Linked DNA regions of Mus musculus: all the other regions are linked to region 1. The links are chromatin contacts, called in public promoter capture Hi-C maps. All regions are on one chromosome and are shown on one strand. Each heading gives the region's core, a stretch centred on a gene start, on an enhancer-like site or on the middle of the called end of the contact. The rest is flanking DNA. Distances are from core to core; before and after follow the strand shown. Region 1 holds the start of Otud1 (OTU domain containing 1). Region 2 holds the start of Mllt10 (myeloid/lymphoid or mixed-lineage leukemia; translocated to, 10). Region 3 holds the start of Dnajc1 (DnaJ heat shock protein family (Hsp40) member C1).

Evidence for each region. Promoter capture Hi-C pulls out the DNA fragments that hold promoters and counts their contacts. Capture Hi-C pulls out chosen DNA fragments and counts their contacts.
Region 2: a contact with region 1 is called in a promoter capture Hi-C map of pre-B cells, with 13 times the contacts expected there. The contact joins the promoter of Mllt10 here to the promoter of Otud1 in region 1. A contact is called at or near these places in 4 of 39 promoter capture datasets (the C10 cell line, erythroid cells, liver and 1 more), 5 of 484 Hi-C or Micro-C datasets (CD4 T cells, the HL-1 cell line, cardiomyocytes and 2 more), 4 of 115 datasets of contacts at active chromatin or transcription factors (astrocytes, cardiomyocytes, large pre-B cells and 1 more) and 1 of 9 other capture datasets (liver).
Region 3: a promoter capture Hi-C map of adipose tissue shows a contact between it and region 1. The contact joins the promoter of Dnajc1 here to the promoter of Otud1 in region 1. A contact is called at or near these places in 5 of 39 promoter capture datasets (hematopoietic stem and progenitor cells, hippocampal neurons, liver and 2 more), 1 of 484 Hi-C or Micro-C datasets (pre-megakaryocyte-erythroid progenitors), 2 of 115 datasets of contacts at active chromatin or transcription factors (astrocytes and large pre-B cells) and 2 of 9 other capture datasets (adipose tissue and liver).

What each region holds. Positions count from the first base shown.
Region 1 is chr2:19,656,043-19,659,165 of GRCm38.p6, forward strand. It overlaps Otud1 (OTU domain containing 1), which reads left to right and starts at 1,689. Exons shown (of 1, transcript NM_027715.2): 1 at 1,689-3,123. The coding sequence starts at 2,020. It overlaps Gm3230 (predicted gene 3230), which reads right to left and starts at 1,855. Exons shown (of 1, transcript NR_033642.1): 1 at 1-1,855.
Region 2 is chr2:18,062,876-18,065,998 of GRCm38.p6, forward strand. Mllt10 (myeloid/lymphoid or mixed-lineage leukemia; translocated to, 10) reads left to right here and starts at 1,710. Exons shown (of 23, transcript NM_001252560.1): 1 at 1,710-1,989; 2 at 2,160-2,319. The coding sequence starts at 2,160.
Region 3 is chr2:18,391,389-18,394,511 of GRCm38.p6, forward strand. It overlaps Dnajc1 (DnaJ heat shock protein family (Hsp40) member C1), which reads right to left and starts at 1,442. Exons shown (of 12, transcript NM_007869.3): 1 at 903-1,442. The coding sequence starts at 1,112.

The DNA.
Region 1 (3,123 bases), core at 439-2,938:
ATTATGGGTTACAAACTGTGTTCCAACTCAAGTTCGGCCATCCTTCTTCAGTAAGGCAGCTAAAAGTGCCAAATTAATGAAGGAAAAGAAAGCCACAAGAAAAAGAAAAGGAGATTTATTCAATGTGGCCACATCGGAAAGTGGGACACAGAGATCTTACTAATCCACAAATTCTGCCTTGGAGTTGGGTTTCCTGAGGATGAGGTTCAAATACAAAACAAAAGCTCTGCCTAACTAAACACTGGCAAATGTGGTCCCCAATCCATTCCTTTCTCAGCTCCAAATCTCTCCTGAAAGGTCATTTCCAGAAGATAAGTTTCTTCTCTGGATGTCCCCAGGGATTCAGCCGGTTTTTTTTTTTTTTTCCCTCCCAGCAGGAGATAGATCCCTAGGAGGAATTCTAATGTGTGTGCAGGCATATGTGCCTATCAGTGTACGGAGGCGGGGTGGGGGTGGGGGGAGAGGTGTCCATTTTTTTTTTTCCCAATGGGGTAAATAACAGGGTTAGTATATCTGTTTAGTATACACCCATTCCAGTCTTGATAGGCGGGTTACACCAACCCTTCCCTGAGCAACCGCTGGCCAAACTCCATTGCTGAACCTGCTGGCCTGCCTTTTCCAGTCCTAACTTAAAAGGGCATGGCTTTTTTTTCTTTTTTTCTTTTTTTCTTTTTTTTCCCCCCCTTCCCTTCTCTGGCCACCTGCCAAGATTAGCAGATTGCCTACCCTCTCAAACTCTAGTAAAATTGCCCCCCCCCCGAGCTTCCTTTTGAACATTTTAAATTTATTTGATTAAGGAGACTAAGAACCCCCAACGAGAGACCCTAGTAACAAGCATAAATTATGTTCCAAGCAGAATGGTGGCGCGCAGGTAGTACAACCTGCAGGCTGTTTTTCCATACCAAGAAGTAGTCTCCAATTCAATCTGTATATCTGGAAACTAAATTTAAAATTGGATTGAAACTCAGAATAAGGCAAAAGCTACTGTTACTGCAAGTAGGTACCAATTTGATAACACTCTGGCTTTCCGTTGCAGAGGAAGCACAGTTCAGTCTGTTATTTCATTTTGCTGTGCTGTTCCAGAAAACAGGTTGTGTGCCTCTTGCCTCAAAGTTTAACAGTCGCGATCTACTTTCAAAAGGCTTTAAGGCGGCATGTTATTTGGTATTCCAAGGAAGGCTGTTGAAAAGCCTTCCTTTCGCCCTTGCATTTCCTAGGTGACTTAAGTTAGCAGTGCAGGAACGTCTATTTTTGCTTAGCGGGGCAGCAAGACCGTGTAGACCAGACCCAAACACGTTAACTGGAGGAAACGACTCAAGAAGTTGAATGCCATTGGCCCTGAAGGTAGAGCTCAGTCCCTAGTCCGGAAGTGTTTTAGAAAAACGTTATTCCAACCTATTTGTTTGCCCCAGCAACGCTGGTCCCGCCACAGCGTCACACAGCAGGACAGCCGCATAGCCCACAGATCTGCTTCCCAGGTACCAGGCAGCCAGCAACCGTAGTCAGGTTGGGAGCGCACTCAATGCGCATGTCCGTAGTCCAGCCCCCGCCTCGCCCTCCCCGGCCACGCCCATGAGGTCTCCGCTGGAGGGCGGGGCCGCCCCGCTTGAATGGGGCGCGCATTCCTGTGGGACCACGTGACGCGGCCGCGCGGCCTGAGGTAAACAAGCGCGGCCCCGCCTCCTACCATCCGCGCGCTGCACTCCTGCTTGCGGGCGGGCGGCGCTCGTCTGAGCGGGCAGCTCCTCCAACCGTCCCCAGCGGCCGGCGCGGGGCACAGCTGCGCCAGCGTCCTACGCCCGAGTCCCCGGCCGAGCGCGCGCCCTCCGGTGCCCTCGGACCGCCCGCGCGCTGTGGCGCAGCACGAATTGGGTCGCGGCCCGGGCGCTATTCGCGGCTCCTGACGCGGCGGCCCGCGGCGCTGAGCTCAGCGCTATTCTCGGGCTCCGGGGCACTGCGCCCGAGGGTGTGTCTCCAAGCCGGGCTCGCAGCTATAAGGGGCCGCGGGCGGCCGCGGCCATGCAGCTCTACAGCAGCGTGTGCACCCATTACCCTGCGGGCACGCCGGGGCCCACGGCCGCCGCCCCGCCTGCCACCGCCGCCGCCGCCTTCAAGGTCTCCTTGCAGTCAGCCAGCCCCGCCGCCGCGGCCCCGGAGCCGGATACCGGAGAGCGCCCACCCGCCGCGGCCACCGAACCACGCGAAGCCGCCGCCGCCGCTGCCATGCCCGCCTTCTCTGCCTGCTTCGAGCGGTCCGGGTCCGCCGCCGCCCCGCCGGGCGCGTGCAGCAAGCCGCCGCTGCCGCCGCACTTCACGTCCACGGCGCACATCGCCGTGCGGGCCCTGGGCGCCGAGCGCCTCCTGCTGCCGCCACCCTCAGCCCCCTCGCCGCCGCGTCGCGGTTCCTCTGCCTGGCTGCTGGAAGAGCTGCTCCGGCCCGACGAGCCCGCGGCCCCGAACGCCGTCCGCGACGCTCCGGACAGGAACTTCCGACTGAGCGAGCACCGCCAGGCCCTGGCAGCCTCCCAGCACCGGGCCCCTGCACCGGCCCCCGTCGGCCCGGAGCCCGGCGCCGGCCCGGGCTCCGGCCCGTGGGGTGAAGAGCGCCGGGCGGAGCGCAGTTCCCGGGGTTGGGACCGGGCGAGCGGTCGCAGCGACGCCTCCGGGTCTGACGCGCTCCGACGGCAAGATCCCGAAGCCGAGGCTCACCCGGTTCCGGCACCCGCTCGGAGCAGCGGCGAGCCGGCCCAGAACGGCGAAGGCGAAGCCGTAGGCACGTCCCGGGCGGATCCCAGGGACGAGAAGCTAGCCCTGTACCTGGCCGAGGTGGAGAGGCAGGACAAGTACCTGAGGCAGAGAAACAAGTACCGATTCCACATCATCCCCGACGGCAACTGCCTCTACCGAGCTGTCAGCAAGACTGTGTACGGGGACCAGAGCCTGCACCGGGAGCTGAGGGAGCAGACCGTGCACTACATCGCGGACCACCTGGACCACTTCAGCCCACTCATTGAGGGCGACGTGGGGGAGTTTATTATCGCTGCTGCCCAAGATGGGGCGTGGGCCGGATATCCCGAATTGCTGGCCATGGGGCAGATGCTGAATGTGAATATACACTTAACT
Region 2 (3,123 bases), core at 460-2,959, 1.6 Mb before region 1:
ACCAAAATTAGTCTATATTATGAGGCAAAACAGGATTTAGACAATGAACTGACTTCCTTTGTATAAGGGTAAAGGTAAAATATTTGGTACAGTTAAAACAGTAAACTTCTGTTTGAAAGTTGCCCTAGCTTTGTACAAGTCATAGTTATGTTAAGAGCATCATTAGAGGTCCAGAAATTTATTACCATATCCTCCTAAAAATGTCATTTTACTAATCTGTAGTCACCATTTCTAAATGTATTAATATTAAAACAGAATCCTTAGTTTTGTGTCCCTTTGGACATATTGTCTTCCTATCACAAGCTTTGGTAAATCCCCCATTAGTTTGGATTTCACATAGCTTTTGAATATATCTGACCACAGATGCTTACATTGTGCTGTATCGATCACTATTCTTACAACTTTAGCAATTATTTTGAAATAGGAAAAGAACAGCCACATTACCCTTTTTGAACATTTTAAAACTTAATATATTTTCTGTGGAGTGCTTAGAACTTGGGGTGTTTTAGCATCATGTAAGTGTATTTTCCAGACCATATTATATTGTTAGTTTCTAATAAGCCCTTTGTACTTGTAATTAACCAAAAACCATGAAGTTGCCTTGGAACTGTTTGTCATTTAAATAGCCTATTCATAATTCCCATTTCATGCTAAAGTTTAATGAACGAACACTTTTTGCTTAAAATCAATATTGGGTGTACATGGAGAAAGGATTAGGGAAACATTTTTTTGGTAGCTTAAAAACTACTCAATATCTAGCTAATTAATCTGCTAACATTGGTCTAATCTAATCTATATTTTATTTGTGTATTGGGAGGAAGCTCTCATATTTCTCCAATTTAAATGACATCACATTTGAAAAGGTAAATTTGGAGAATCGAGCTAAGATTAGAGGAATCCTCAATCTAAACTGGGCACCACACTCTCAATGCTGTTAACCTTTGGTGACAGGCTAGAACGTGGGTTCCTTCCTCCTTTAGCTGCATTTTTCCAGATCAGACTATTACGTTGCTAACGCGACCAACCACTTGTATACCTACCAAGCTATAATGCAGTCTTGGGGCTCCCGCTCAGAATATAGCCCAAACACAGGCTTTTTGCCTGTCTGTGATGCACTTTCATTTGCCACGGGGGCCAAGAAGGTGCGTAAGTGGGCGGTAGATCTGGTAACACTTCCACTGGGTGAACTTTGGGAAGAATCCAGGACGTGAATTTAATGGGTGGCGAAGCTGCGACAGTACTGTGAAGTTAGCGCGGCCAACTGCAGGAAGCCATGCTTCATTACACCCTTCATGGAAGCTGGCACCCTCTCCCAACCATTGTTACCCGCGGGCCAGTTCTCGAGGCACAGGCCTTCAGGTAGGTTCCCGGCGCCACGAGACGCCCCCGGGGGCGCCTCTCAGCGACCCCGGCCCCCACCGCACCCCGCCCCGCCGCGGCCTCTTCCTCATGCGCGCCCGGGGCCCGCGAGGCGACGGCCGCCCAACGTCCCGGCCCTCGTGCGCCCCAGAGCCCTCCGGTAGACTCACTCCGGCCGCGCTGAGCAGCCGACTCCGCTCGTCCCCCACCTCCGCACACCTCGGCGCCGCCGAGCGGTGCGGGGGAGGGGAAAGCCTGGAGGTAGGCAGGGGCCAGGGGACGCGGCGGCGCGCACGCAGGCCTCGCCTCTCTGGGCCGCCTCCCTCACGCCGGCCGCAGGGCGGGCCGACGCGTACGCCGGGTGACGCTCGGAGGAGGAAGCGCAGCCCCTTCCCCTCCCTCGCCGCCCCGGGCCCAGCGGGAGCCCCCCAGTGCGCCTGTGCGGAGGCCTGCTTGATTATGTGTGCCCTCCTCGGGCGGCGGCGTTAGCGGCCGGGTGGAGGTGGGGAGGGAGGACGCCGCGGAGGAGGAGGAGGAGGAGGAGACGGTGGCGGGGAGGTGGGGGGAGTCAGCAAGGACATGGCTCCTGACTCCTGTGCGGAACGTGAGTGACTGAGCGGCAAAGCCCGAGTGAGCGAGCGGCCGAGCGGGCGGGAGGGAGGGCGGGCGGGCTGGCGGAGACCGGGCCGGGGTCGGTCGGTCGATCGGGCTGGCGGGAGGGCGGGCGCGAAGGGCTGCGTGTGGGGAGCTCTCGGTGGCTTGCTTGTGTTTGTTAATGGTCCCCCCCAACTCCCTCTTAGATGGTCTCTAGCGACCGGCCCGTGTCACTGGAGGACGAGGTCTCCCATAGTATGAAGGAAATGATTGGAGGCTGTTGCGTTTGCTCAGACGAGAGAGGCTGGGCCGAGAACCCGCTGGTTTATTGCGACGGGCACGGCTGCAGCGTCGCGGTGCATCAAGGTAAACACCCAACCGCCCGCCGGGCCGAACCGGCCCGCTCCCAACCGTCACGGCTCCCCTCCCCCGCCCGGCGGCAACTGCCACCGCCGCCCCTCCCCCGGCCCGCCCGCCGCCGCCGCCGCTCCGCCCCCGCCGCCGCCTCGCCCCGCCCCCCGCCCCGCCCGGCGCGCAGCCCGCGGGAGCCCGGCGTGGTCGCCGCGGGCTCGGGCTGTGCCCCGGCCTGTGGGAGAAAGTGCGTGTGGCCCGGGCTATCACGTGACTCCGCGCTCACTCAAGTGTCATTAGGTGGCCGCCGGCGTCGGGCCGCGTCCTGCGCAGGGTAGGGTGGGAGCGCGAGACCCGCGCTGGAGTCACGGTGACGGCGCGTGGTGGCTTTGGGAACCGGAGGCCTCCTCCCCCTCCCCTGCCTGCTCCCGGTCTGCCGCAGCGTTGTCAGGAGACTTCCTGTGGCCTGGGACAACCTGCCTCTGAGTAGAGGGAGAGAGAGAGAAGGTGGGCCCTGCCCGCTGCACCCAGAGCTCTCTGGCATGGACCCTGCTGTTGGGGGCCACTGGGTGCTTCTGCGAAGACACTGGAAGGTGTCCCTGAGGGAGTGTCTGGGCTGAGCCGACCTGGTCATGGACCCCAAGAAGTAGTGCTGGTGGTGCCCCAAGAGCCTTTGGAGGTTGAGTCTATTTTTAGATGTTCTCATGGGGTGAATGTTTTGGGTACCCCCTTAATCGCCCCTTCCCTCCCACTCCCCCACGGGGAACTCTTTAGCATGTTTTTCTGCTTATTGAAGACTGTCCCTTTCAAGTCGTTAGG
Region 3 (3,123 bases), core at 192-2,691, 1.3 Mb before region 1:
ACAGTTCAATTCATTTCCTTTGAAAGTTTCCTATTTCATAACTTATAGGAAGAGGTACATTTCTTAGCTAATTCTGTTAAGTGTGCCTTTTTGCTGCTGCTGTTGTTTTTGCTTCACAACTTACATCTTGTGTGAAGGACTCAATCATAGCTTGTGGAAGTCTCTCTCATTCCATGATCATGAAGTTATTATTAGTTATTAACATGTCTTCTTTTTTCTGTTCATTGTTTGAGGTAGTCTGAATAAATACCCTCACTCAATCACTTTCAAGTAGAAATAAAAGGGAACAAGAGATTTTACAAGTTAAAGACCCAAGTTAAAACCTGAAATGAAATCAATGGAGAGGCAAGGACGTATACACAAGACTATCCTGACCTCCTCTTTCAACAGCACTCCAAACACCTCAAACCCTGAAAGTGTCACAACTTCTCTAATGAGTTCTAGGACCAAGCGGGAGGAGGCTTCAAATTTTTCCAGATTTCTAACTGCTACACAAACACTAATAGCAGGCTTTAACGATTACAAAATACAGTGCAAGAAAACTGCTAACAGACGCTGGGCAAAATGTATTTCAGTCTTCCCAGAAAGGACGAGGGAGAGGGAGGCAGTTGGAGTAAACATATGTTTAAGTGGGAAGATGACAATTTGGGGTGATACATGGTTACTGTGTCACACTTGAGTGTTAAAAATCGGTCTGCCTACATCTCTCTTCCTTCTTCCTTCAGCACAGCTCGCGGGGTGGGGGAAGGATGGTCTCCAGAAAGCCAAAGAAAAGGTAGTTGCACCGTCCAGCCTAACACTCAGATCAGAAGTTCCGAAGTTGGGCCGACAGTGAGGAACTGGGAAGAGATGGCGGTCAAGTGGACCGGGCTGGGTGAGGAGGTCCGGCCCGCCGCGCTTACCTGCTGCACCCCGAGGAACTCGTAGAAGTTCAACTGCACCTCTTCCACCAAGTCGAACAACTCCAGGTCTCCGCTCTCCCAGGCGCGCACTGGCCGCACGGCTGCCAGCAGGAACAGCAGCAGCAGCCACAGCGGCCGCACCGAGGATGACTCCAACCCGGAGCGCCGGCGCTGGGGAAGTCGCGCGGATCCGAAGCCGGGAACCCACATCGCGCTGGGCTCAAAGAGGTCGGTCGGCAGGCAGCCACGCCGTGCGCCGGCAGAGAGCGGAGACGTGGCGGGTGGCGCGGGCGGTGCGGACGGCGCCTGTCAGTCAGGAGCGCGGGCAGCCGCCCGGAAGCGACCAACCAGGCTGCCGGCTCGAGGGAAGCACTAACTGCCGCGGAGCCGGCGGCTGGGGAGCGGAGACCGGCCGCAGCCCGCTCTCCCTCTCTAGACCCTCGCCCCGGCCTAGGAACAGCTGGAGAGCCAGCGCTGGCACCCAAGCGGCCGTGTGGGAGAGGTTTCCCCAGGCCTCAGCCTATCCCAGGCCTCGCTTCCGGTGACATCACGTCTCCTAGCAACTGTGGGGCGGGGGCGGGGCCGGAAGTAGGAACGCCAGGCGCTCTGGATTCTGGCCTCAGAGAACAGCTTTCCGTGGCTGGCTTGTAGAGCAGCTGCACGTGTGTCAGCGCTGGCTAAAAGAGGTGAATAATCAACAATCGCGGACCTCCTGGGCCAAGAACGCCTATCTGTAGGTTTTCTTCCCCATGCCTTCTACCTTGCCTTCCTAAGTATTGATATTAAAAGCATATTGGAGGGTCGATGTATTTTATTGCTTAGGGGCTTCTGTTCATGTGCATTTTGTTATTTGATCAGTAAAGGTAGGATGAATTGAACAATGCCTAAAACACACAGATCCACCCCATTGTGGTTTTGGAAGGTGGGGGCACAAAAAGGAATTTAACCAAGAAAAAAATTATACTTCTAAATATGAATTAAGATTTGCGGATATAGTCCATGCAAATAAGCAGCCTCTAATTTCCAGGAGATCTGAAGCCCCCTTCTGGCCTTTGTAGGATCCTGCACACACCTAATACACATAAATTCAAGAAAGCAAACACACATACATATAAATAAAATTTAAAATATTCTTTTAAGTCTGAAGTTTATTTCCTTAAAGTAAAACTAATCTTGGACCTAGTATTGACTTTTGATTAAGACCACTTCTTCCTCTTGCAGAGGACCTGAGTTCTGTTCCCGGTACCCATATTGGAGTGGTTCACAACTGCCTGTAATTCTAGCTGCAGTGATCCAGTACTCACCTCAAGCTTCCACAGGCACCTGTGCATGTGCACATACACATAGGCAGGCACATACATGTACATACAAGACCCATCATCTTTACCAAGTCCCTACATTAAAGCAAATGTTTGTTTATTCAATGAGTGAAACTGTCAGAAAATATGGCAACAACAAATTTTGTTTACCCAATGTCCATCCTTTCCATATTTGATCATATTATTGAATACTGTGTTATTTGAAAGTGGTGTGATCTTGCCACAACTGCAAACGTGTTAGTATGAGCTCTTAGCAGACAGTCCTGTATTTCTGTCTTGAACTCTGTGTTGTCCAAGAACTCTAAGGACTTACTCCATTTTCAGGGGACTTATCACTTTCTAAGGCCAGGCTGATACAGAAGTCGAGTTGCCTCTACTTTATTCTCTGAGACAATTTTCTTACTACAATTCAAATTTGTCATTTCCACATTAACTGTTGTGCTGCAGGAGGTAACACAATTGAATAAATCCTTTGTCAATGTCTGGGCTAAGGGCAGTTATCAGCTGTTTTCTTCCCTGGTGGCATTTACTGATCCTAGGTATGGAGTGATTCGCTTTGGTCTGCTCAGAGGGACTTTACACAGATAAAAAGAAAGCAACGAAATCTTTACTTTGAATTGTATGATGGACTAAGGTACAAAGAAGCCCCAAACATACAGTCAGCCGTCCCACAAGACGCCCGCTGAATATCGCTTGAGGTTGAGGAACTGTGCTCACTGGTCATAAGATTTGTGATAGCTATGCCCAGTTGTCAACTCCACTATAACTGGAGTAAACTACAATCCAGAAATGGAGGGCACAGCAGACACAAGCTTTTGATCTAGCGCTTCAGGCTGGAAGACACACATTTTTAATACAGATCTCGAGGCACCCTTTAATCTGCGCCATACTTTCTGCTGGAG